Regions from separate parts of the Triticum aestivum genome. Here region 1 is linked to region 2. Evidence: chromatin contacts called from public Hi-C data. All regions are on one chromosome and are shown on one strand. The core of a region is the stretch at or near the end of the contact, and the rest is flanking DNA. Distances in the headings are between cores, read along the strand shown. Region 1 holds the start of LOC123125801 (cysteine-rich and transmembrane domain-containing protein 1). Region 2 holds the start of LOC123123268.

What was found. Hi-C and Micro-C count contacts between places; a contact is called where the count stands out from the background.
Region 1: a contact with region 2 is called in a Hi-C map of leaf, with 4 times the contacts expected there. The contact joins the promoter of LOC123125801 here to the promoter of LOC123123268 in region 2. A contact is called at or near these places in 1 of 5 Hi-C or Micro-C datasets (leaf) and 1 of 1 datasets of contacts at active chromatin or transcription factors (leaf).

The regions. Positions count from the first base shown.
Region 1 is chr5D:506,138,356-506,142,131 of IWGSC CS RefSeq v2.1, forward strand. It overlaps LOC123125801 (cysteine-rich and transmembrane domain-containing protein 1), which reads left to right and starts at 1,522. Exons shown (of 3, transcript XM_044546254.1): 1 at 1,522-1,819; 2 at 1,961-2,081; 3 at 2,230-2,510. The coding sequence starts at 1,537. The coding sequence ends at 2,302.
Region 2 is chr5D:505,811,252-505,815,325 of IWGSC CS RefSeq v2.1, forward strand. LOC123123268 reads left to right here and starts at 1,537. Exons shown (of 3, transcript XM_044543747.1): 1 at 1,537-2,349; 2 at 3,231-3,519. The coding sequence starts at 1,651.

The DNA.
Region 1 (3,776 bases), core at 272-2,771, 330 kb after region 2:
TTCTTCCCTAATTTCGAAAATCCCCACCAAAAATAGCCCCAATTTTTTTTGTGATTTGTTGGTTTGATGATGTTTTGTTGATTTTGATCCGTGGATTTGTTTGGTTTCGAGTGGATCTAGCATCTCCCCAAGTTTAACCACTTTCCATCCACGAAATCCATCCAATTTTGCCCCCGAAATCATCCTTTTCCGCCCCAATTTCGCCCCGATACCGATCTGCGAATTTTCCCGACACGAGCGGTACTACCGCCATTCCAAGCGGTCCTACCGCTGAGCACCACAAGCGTTACTACCGCCCTCCCAAGCGGTACTACCGCCCTCCCAAGCGGTACTACCGCCCCACCCCGATTCATCCTTCCGAGTTTCACCGTTTTGACCATAACTTCCACATCCGGAGTCCGATTTTCGCGTTCTTTAGCTCGTCGAGAAGCTATTGACATCCCCCATCCACCTAGATAGGTTCCAACATCATTTGGCACCATCAAATTTTCCAAAATTTGGCAAGTTTTCCTAGGCCCTCCACCATATCATCCGCATAACCACCATGGCCTTCCGCAACCTATACACCATCTTTGTGTACACCATCTTTGTATACACCATGAGCCGGAAGAATCCATACACCATCTTTGTGTTAACAGTTTGGGAGTTGTGGAAGCATAGGAATGCTATCGTGTTCGAGGGAGCACGGACGTCAATCGAGCAGTTACTACATAGAGTAAGGTTAGAGGGCATGGTGTGGTCGACGGCCGGATTACTGGAAGGGAATGTAAACCCCTTCTTCATTACGGTAACGAGGTGAGAGCGTAGTGAGGAGTAGCGTGTCTTGATGTACGTGTAAACTTTGTCTTTCTTCTTTAATACATATAATATGCACACTCATGCATATTCGAGGGAAAAAAACCGCGATCGGTCGCATACAACATCTCTTTAAAAGAGCTGCTCTAACCATTGACAAGGTCTCCTCCCTGCTTCACCTCCTTCGCCGTTCCACCTCGCTGGGGATACGAATCCGGCGGCTCGAGTAATAAATAAAATCATGGACCAATGAGCAATAGGTATTCAAAAAGAAATCCCAACAAAAATTGAAAAAGGTGGCGTACCGGAGAACAGCCGGGACAGCACTGCTGGCCTGGTGAAGACGTGCGAAACTCCTCCAGGGCCAGACCACGCCCACGCGGCTTGACCACATGGCCTGCTGCTATGTTTGGGGGGGTCGGCAGCGATCGAGCCGGTACCAGAACCAAGCCAGCCGCCTAAAACGGAAAGAAAAATCCCTTTTCGAACCGCGAAACGGAAGGATGACAAGGCTGCCATTGCCCATGCCAGCGTGCACCGGCGCAGCAGAGGAGAAGAGAAGGCATACGCGCAGCGCGGTAGGAACACAACGCACGGCTGGGATGGAATCGGATGCCAAAACCTCGTTGCAAAGCAAAGCAAAGCAACCCGGTGAGGGTTCGATTCGGCGGCCTTCTTTTGCGCGCTTTTCCAGATGCCTCGCCACACCGGAGAAGCATCGTTTCGCTTCGGCCGACACGCATGGCCTACCCGCCTTTACCCCGCGCGCGCCACGTCCAACCGCGCGAGACGCACACGGCTGCCTCGCCGGCCGGCTATAAGTACACGCGGCCGCCGCCCAGAAACGCCATTAGCCACCCACTTCATTTACCTGCTCCACTGTTACCCGTCCATCACCTTCCAGCCGCTTCCTTCCCCATCCGTCCCCGGCGTCACTGTCGACTCGTACAGAGTAGCGAGTTCGTCGTCTCGGGCGAGATCAGGATGAGCGACCCCAAGTACGCCTACCCCTACCCCGCGCAAGGTACGCTAGCGCTCAGCTCACCCTCATCATCTCTTTAGTCTGCAGAGAAGAACCAGAAGAGGATCCAAGATGCGGCCGGGTTTTCTTTTCGTTTCTTGATCTTGATCTTGATGGTCTGTTATTGGTCATTTATGTATGCAGGTTACTACCAGGGGGGGCCATACCAGGGGCAGGGCGGCCCGTACCAGGGGCCGCCGGTGATGGCGCCGCCGCAGTACGCCGCGCCGCCGCCGCGCGCCCAGCCCAGCTTCCTCGAAGGCTGGTACGTACTCAATTACCTCCTGCACGGCTAATTGCTTGTTCCCGGCCGCTACTTTTTCTCATGATTTGGCTCCCACGCTAGCTCAACTCACTAGCTTAGCTAATTTACCTACCTAGTACTCAACTGACTCTGCGTTCTTGCTGTGCAGTTTGGCTGCGCTTTGCTGCTGCTGCCTGATCGACGAGTGCTGCTGCGACCCCTCCATCATCTTCGTCGGCTAGATCAGCCGGCCAAGCCCGGCATGCGTCAACTGTACAAAGAGATGGCCTCAAGGATATTATTTACCACGTTGTTGCCACGCTATATATGATGATCTCTCTCTATATATGTATGCATGTATTCGCTTATTATTGTTATCTCACTACGGTGCTGCCTACCTGTGTAACTCGAATCCATCAGTAACAAAGGCTTTATGATCTTACCATCTTCCATCCGCATCCCTTTTCCTCTGCTTGTTGTTAGTTGTACCCTTGCACGTGTTGCTCATTCATTGTGCTCAGTAGTGATGATTTGTGATCAATTCTGGATTATTGTGGTTGGGTGGAATGTGGATACGCGGGCGAGACATCTCTGCACTGAACGAGAGCGAAAGGTAACAACAATTTGCGAGAATCAATGCTAAAGCAATACTATCCTGCTATAAAGCAGGTGCTCGGAACAAAGATAAAAGGGCAAAAAAAAAAAACAGGTGATTCGAACAAAAAAATTGACAGAAAAAATGAGATAGCTCTGATAGAGACGGTAGAGATGACCATCACCGTGGGTTCTCTGGACGTGCGGTGGATAATCAGGTGTCGAAAGGGACTGAGGGAGCAGTTGACAGACGGTTGGAACGATCTTGCAGAAAAGGACGTTTACTGGATCACTTTCTCAAAAACAAGAAAAGAGTCTACGATGATTTTGGGAATAAAAAAATGTAGTCTGTAAACTTGCAAATTATTCCACTCAACGCAAAAATAAAAATAAAAATAAATTCTGAACAGTATCTTAAATTTATCTGAAAATCATTTAATTGGGCCCTCAGCCCTACAGAGTACATCATACATGTCTGTCAGCCATCGTTCAGTTGGAATCAAGTTGGAATCAGAACCACAAGACATGAAACACATTTTCCTTGTTCGATAAAGAACTTCAAGTTGATGACTACCGTCCAGCCAATAGCGATGGATGTATGGAGAACTGGAAATTGGTAATGGAGCTTGAGCTCCATGGGACTCGAAATTTGAAAAACTCACAACTAGGCCCTGGCTGCCCCGCGCGGCTGATCCCCCCCGTTGAAAATTTAAAAAAAAAACTCACAACTCAAATTTTGAAGTTCCGAGAAATTCTGAAAAATACACATGTACATTTGGGATATGGTCTACAAGTGTGAAAAGTTCCATGATGTGGGCTAAAAAAAAGCAATATCATGCATTTTTAGCACATGTACTGTTCACTATAGAAGTTCATGAAAAATTTTTTTGTTGCTCGCATAACAACTTATTTCATCATGAAAACTTACATTTTTTTTGTTGCTCACATAACAACTTATTTCATCATGAAAATTTACATACTTGTAGATAAGATCCCTATGTACACGTGTATTTTTTTCAGAAATTTTTAAACTTCAAAATATGATTATTTTTTTTGTATTGTTTAAAAATTCAGGCTCCATGTAGGCCGGGAGCCAAAAATCCACTCTTAGAAACCGGAAAT
Region 2 (4,074 bases), core at 287-2,786:
TTGTTGAAAAATCCAACAAATAACTATTTGAAGCATGCAAATCACATCTCTGAACCGTATTTCTCGCAGCTACAAATCCTCACACCATTAATTTGTACATGAGAATGTAAAAAATTGTAGAGACCAACAATCTTACTGTAAAACGAAGCAGCAAAACGGCCGCATGAGTCCTCATCGTCGGACTCCTTCCCGGCTAGCAGCCAAAATTGACTGCTAGCCAGGGAGACACCTACTCATCGTCGACGCTCCGTGCAAGCGCCTGGATCCGTGCAGAACGTCGGGGGAACCGAGGAGAGCGACGCGGCAGTTGGGAAACCACCCGGACCACCTTCTTCCTAGGCACCACCCGCACGCCGTTGTCGGTCACGACGGGCGTCGCCCGACTGCGTGGCGACGACCTCACTGTCATGATCACCACCCCCAAATCATCCCTGTCTAGGTCGGACAAAACCCAATCGCGTGACGCGTAAGGTTTCCACCATGCGCGCCCCAGATCATCGGGTTTCCCCTCCATCATCGCCCAATAGATGATCTCGAGCGGGGACTTCCCCTTGATCTGAATCCGTTCCTCCTTCGAAGCTTATCGAATCACCAGGCGTGAATCCCGATGCATCTCCTCCGCATCCTTGTACCACATATAGATATGGCGAAGCATCGTCATCTTTTTCTCGTCGCCGCCCGCGATCGCCGCCGCCATGCGCTCCCCCCATGCCCAATACCCGTGATTCGCTATCGCCGCCATGTGCTCCTCCCACGCCCAAGGCCCTTTCGTTGCTGAGATCTGAGACAGAGGTCGGAAGGGGAGAAGCGGATGGATCGTAGAGACCCTCGTGCCTCCTCGTCTAGATTTAATGCCTGCAAAAGTCGTAGGTACTCATTGCCCGCATCGCGGTTTCTCCGAGATTGGTGCGCGATCGACGCGGTTTTTCTTTCTTTCTTTCTTTCTTGCGAGGACGACGCTGATTTTTTGGAAATTATTATGTCCTAGATCTCGAGAAATCATTTATGATGGGCCATCCTATCAGGATCCCACTTGCCCAAATTGCATTCCACTAAAACCAGAATTGATAGTCGTGTATCTAAGATGCCGATCATGGGAAGATCATGACCAATATTTGTGTATATACTATACTTAAACACCAAGCAACTCAGAGAGAAGTATACTTAATATTATTGGCGTCTGTTCATCCACAGAAGGAGCACAACCCAACAAGATTACACCAAACGTGACGCTGCATCAGTTTCAGTCTCGCAGCGGGACGGAAACGCTGCCGTGGGAAAGCGGAGAAAAAACTGTTGTAAAACGAGGCGAGGACAGCGTGGTAAACGGTGTCCGGTCCGGTCCAGTCCGACCCCCGCCGCACCGCAAACGCACCATTTCCGCGAACACGCCGCGCCCGACGTGCGCCCCAGCCGCCGAACGGGTCAAACCAGCACAAACCCCTGCCCTCACCGACAGACCGGCCCCACCTACAGCCCGACCCCACTCGCAGCCACACCCCGCACCCCGTTATTAACCCCGCGCACAGCCACAACCAAAATCAATCACCTCGCCTCGCCCCGTCGTCAACCTCGCCGCCTACCATCCCAGAGAGAATTCCCTCAGACAACTACCAGTCCACCGCCGCCGCCGCCGAGCCCCGGCCGCGCATGGAGCTGTTCGCGCACGCCAAGGCGGTGCGGCTGAAGAGCCGGCACGACAAGTTCCTGTACGCGGACGAGGACGAGCTGCACGTCACGCAGGACCGCAACGGCTCCTCCCCGAGCGCGCGCTGGACGGTGGAGCCCGTGCCGCACGCGCCCGGCGCGGTGCGCCTCCGCAGCAGGTACGGCCGCTACCTGGCCGCCTCCACGGAGCCGTTCCTGCTGGGCATGACGGGCCGCAAGGTGCTGCAGGCGGCCGCGGCGCCCGGGGGCCGCCCCGACGCGTCCGTCGAGTGGGAGCCCGTCCGCGACGGCTTCCAGGTGCGCCTCAAGTCCCGCGCCGGCGGCGTCCGCGGGGGCGGGGACAAGTACCTCCGCGCCAACGGGGGCGTCCCGCCCTGGCGCAACTCCGTCACCCACGACGTGCCGCACCGCACCGCCACCCAGGACTGGGTGCTCTGGGACGTCGAGATCGTGCAGGTGCTCACCCCCGGCCCGGCCACGCCCGCGCCCGAGAAGGCCGCGTCGGCGCCCCCCGCCGCCCTCGCGCCGGACTCGCCGCCCGCGCCCAAGCTCAGGCCCGCCCCCACCCCCTACGAGGCGCACCACCGGCCCACCAAGTCCCAGACGTCCCCGCCGCCGCCGGACTACGCGCCGCCCCCGCCGCCCAAGCCCAAGCCGGAGCCCAGGCTCTCCAAGCTGGAGGTATCCCCCTTTTTCTTCTCTTGCGTCTGATTGCGAATAATTGACTTCCGTTTTCGTCCTGACGACGGCATTGACTTCGCAATGCTCGTCTCTGTGTCCGTCGAATTGCTAGTTTTGCTAGGCGCTTCGCAGTTTTAATTCGCAGAATAGTTGAATCTGAACTGCATCTAAGTGTTAGATTAGTGCTTTTGGAATGCTAATCGCGCTTAGGAGAAACACTTAGATTATTTCCCCACAATGCACAGCAATTGTCTGCCAGTGGTCATGTGGCTTCACATTGCTGGCATCGGTTGTATCACATGGCCCAGATACAAGTGTCGCTTTGCTTTGAATGTGCCGATGAAGTAGATATAGATAGGCTTTCTGCATTTTGTCACATTGCTTGAAGTAGATAGGCTTTGCGCATTTCGTGTTGTGATAGCTATGTGGTGGCCGTTGTTGTACTGGTTGGGTGTACGCAATTCTGTTGGTCTCATGTGTCATGTGTAACGTTCGCTCTTGAGCTCTCCCAAACTGTTGCTGCTATCGCAAGCAATCTGTATTATGCAATCTAATGCTGGGCTTATTGTAGCATTCATCCCAACTTTTCTTTTGTTGGTAAGGAATCATCATCATCATCATCAAATCTTCTGTCATATTTTGGGTAACTTTTCAAAGTGCTGTCAAGTGCATCCTGAGAAACTCTCCTTTCTCAGCTCTGTACAGTCGAGCTAGGCTGTATAGCATTACTCTGTATTGTTGAAATTTTCAGAATTTTTATCTTCTGTACTGAAGAACTTGCACGTTGCATCTACACTTATCTTTGGTATTGTCGTCATTAGTCTGAACTTTTATGGTGGGTGAGAAAATATTAACACTGTGCTTCTTTCTTTTATCGTCAGTCTTCCGATTCATTCTCTGCCCCGTTGCACAAGGTGCAGGGTCGTGCGATCCACTACCACATTGCAGACGATAAGGGCGACGTGGACGATGATATCGAGAGACGCTCATTCACGTTTAATGGCTCTAACCTGGAGGAGCTCACCCAGAAGTTACAAGAGGAAACAGGCATCGATGATCTGATCGTCTGCACACGCAGCCCAATCAGCGGGAAGCTCACTCCTCTCCTTCTGCAGCTGCCTCCGAACAATGCAGCGATGCACATTGTGCTCGTCCGTGAGTCCTCAAAAGGTATGTCTGCTATTCCTTCTTGCTTATACTACAATCATTCATTGATCGTGCCAATTTAGTTGTAGCAGTATGGCATGTTTGTGATTTTAGATAGGGAATCGGCGAAGGATTCTAGGGTACTTTAGCTTTTTGATGAGTTGGGTTTTCCGACTAAGCAAAGCGCACCTTCTCCAGTTTATCATTTCAAATATCAACTTGTGCAGTAATGATTTGTGCACTACCACCATACGTGGTCTTATTCTAATCCTTTTCTCAGAAACATGACTGTGATGTCAAGCACCGTGTTTTAAGTTTTTGGAGCAAAAGAGTGAGTGTCCATTTGATAAAATAACACGCCAGCTCATCTTTTTTCTGCTACCCTAAGGAACCCTGATAATGAAGTTATGTGGGAGATTTCTGTGTTATATCATCTTTAGGCAGACGATGCAGATTTTGTTTCTTTACTGAAGTCAGTCTAGCTCAGAATGCATTTCACACGACAAGACGGGTACCGTCTGCCCGTCTAGTAGATCAGTAGTGTACTTCAGTACACACCCTCCCTCTCCTCTGTTCTGA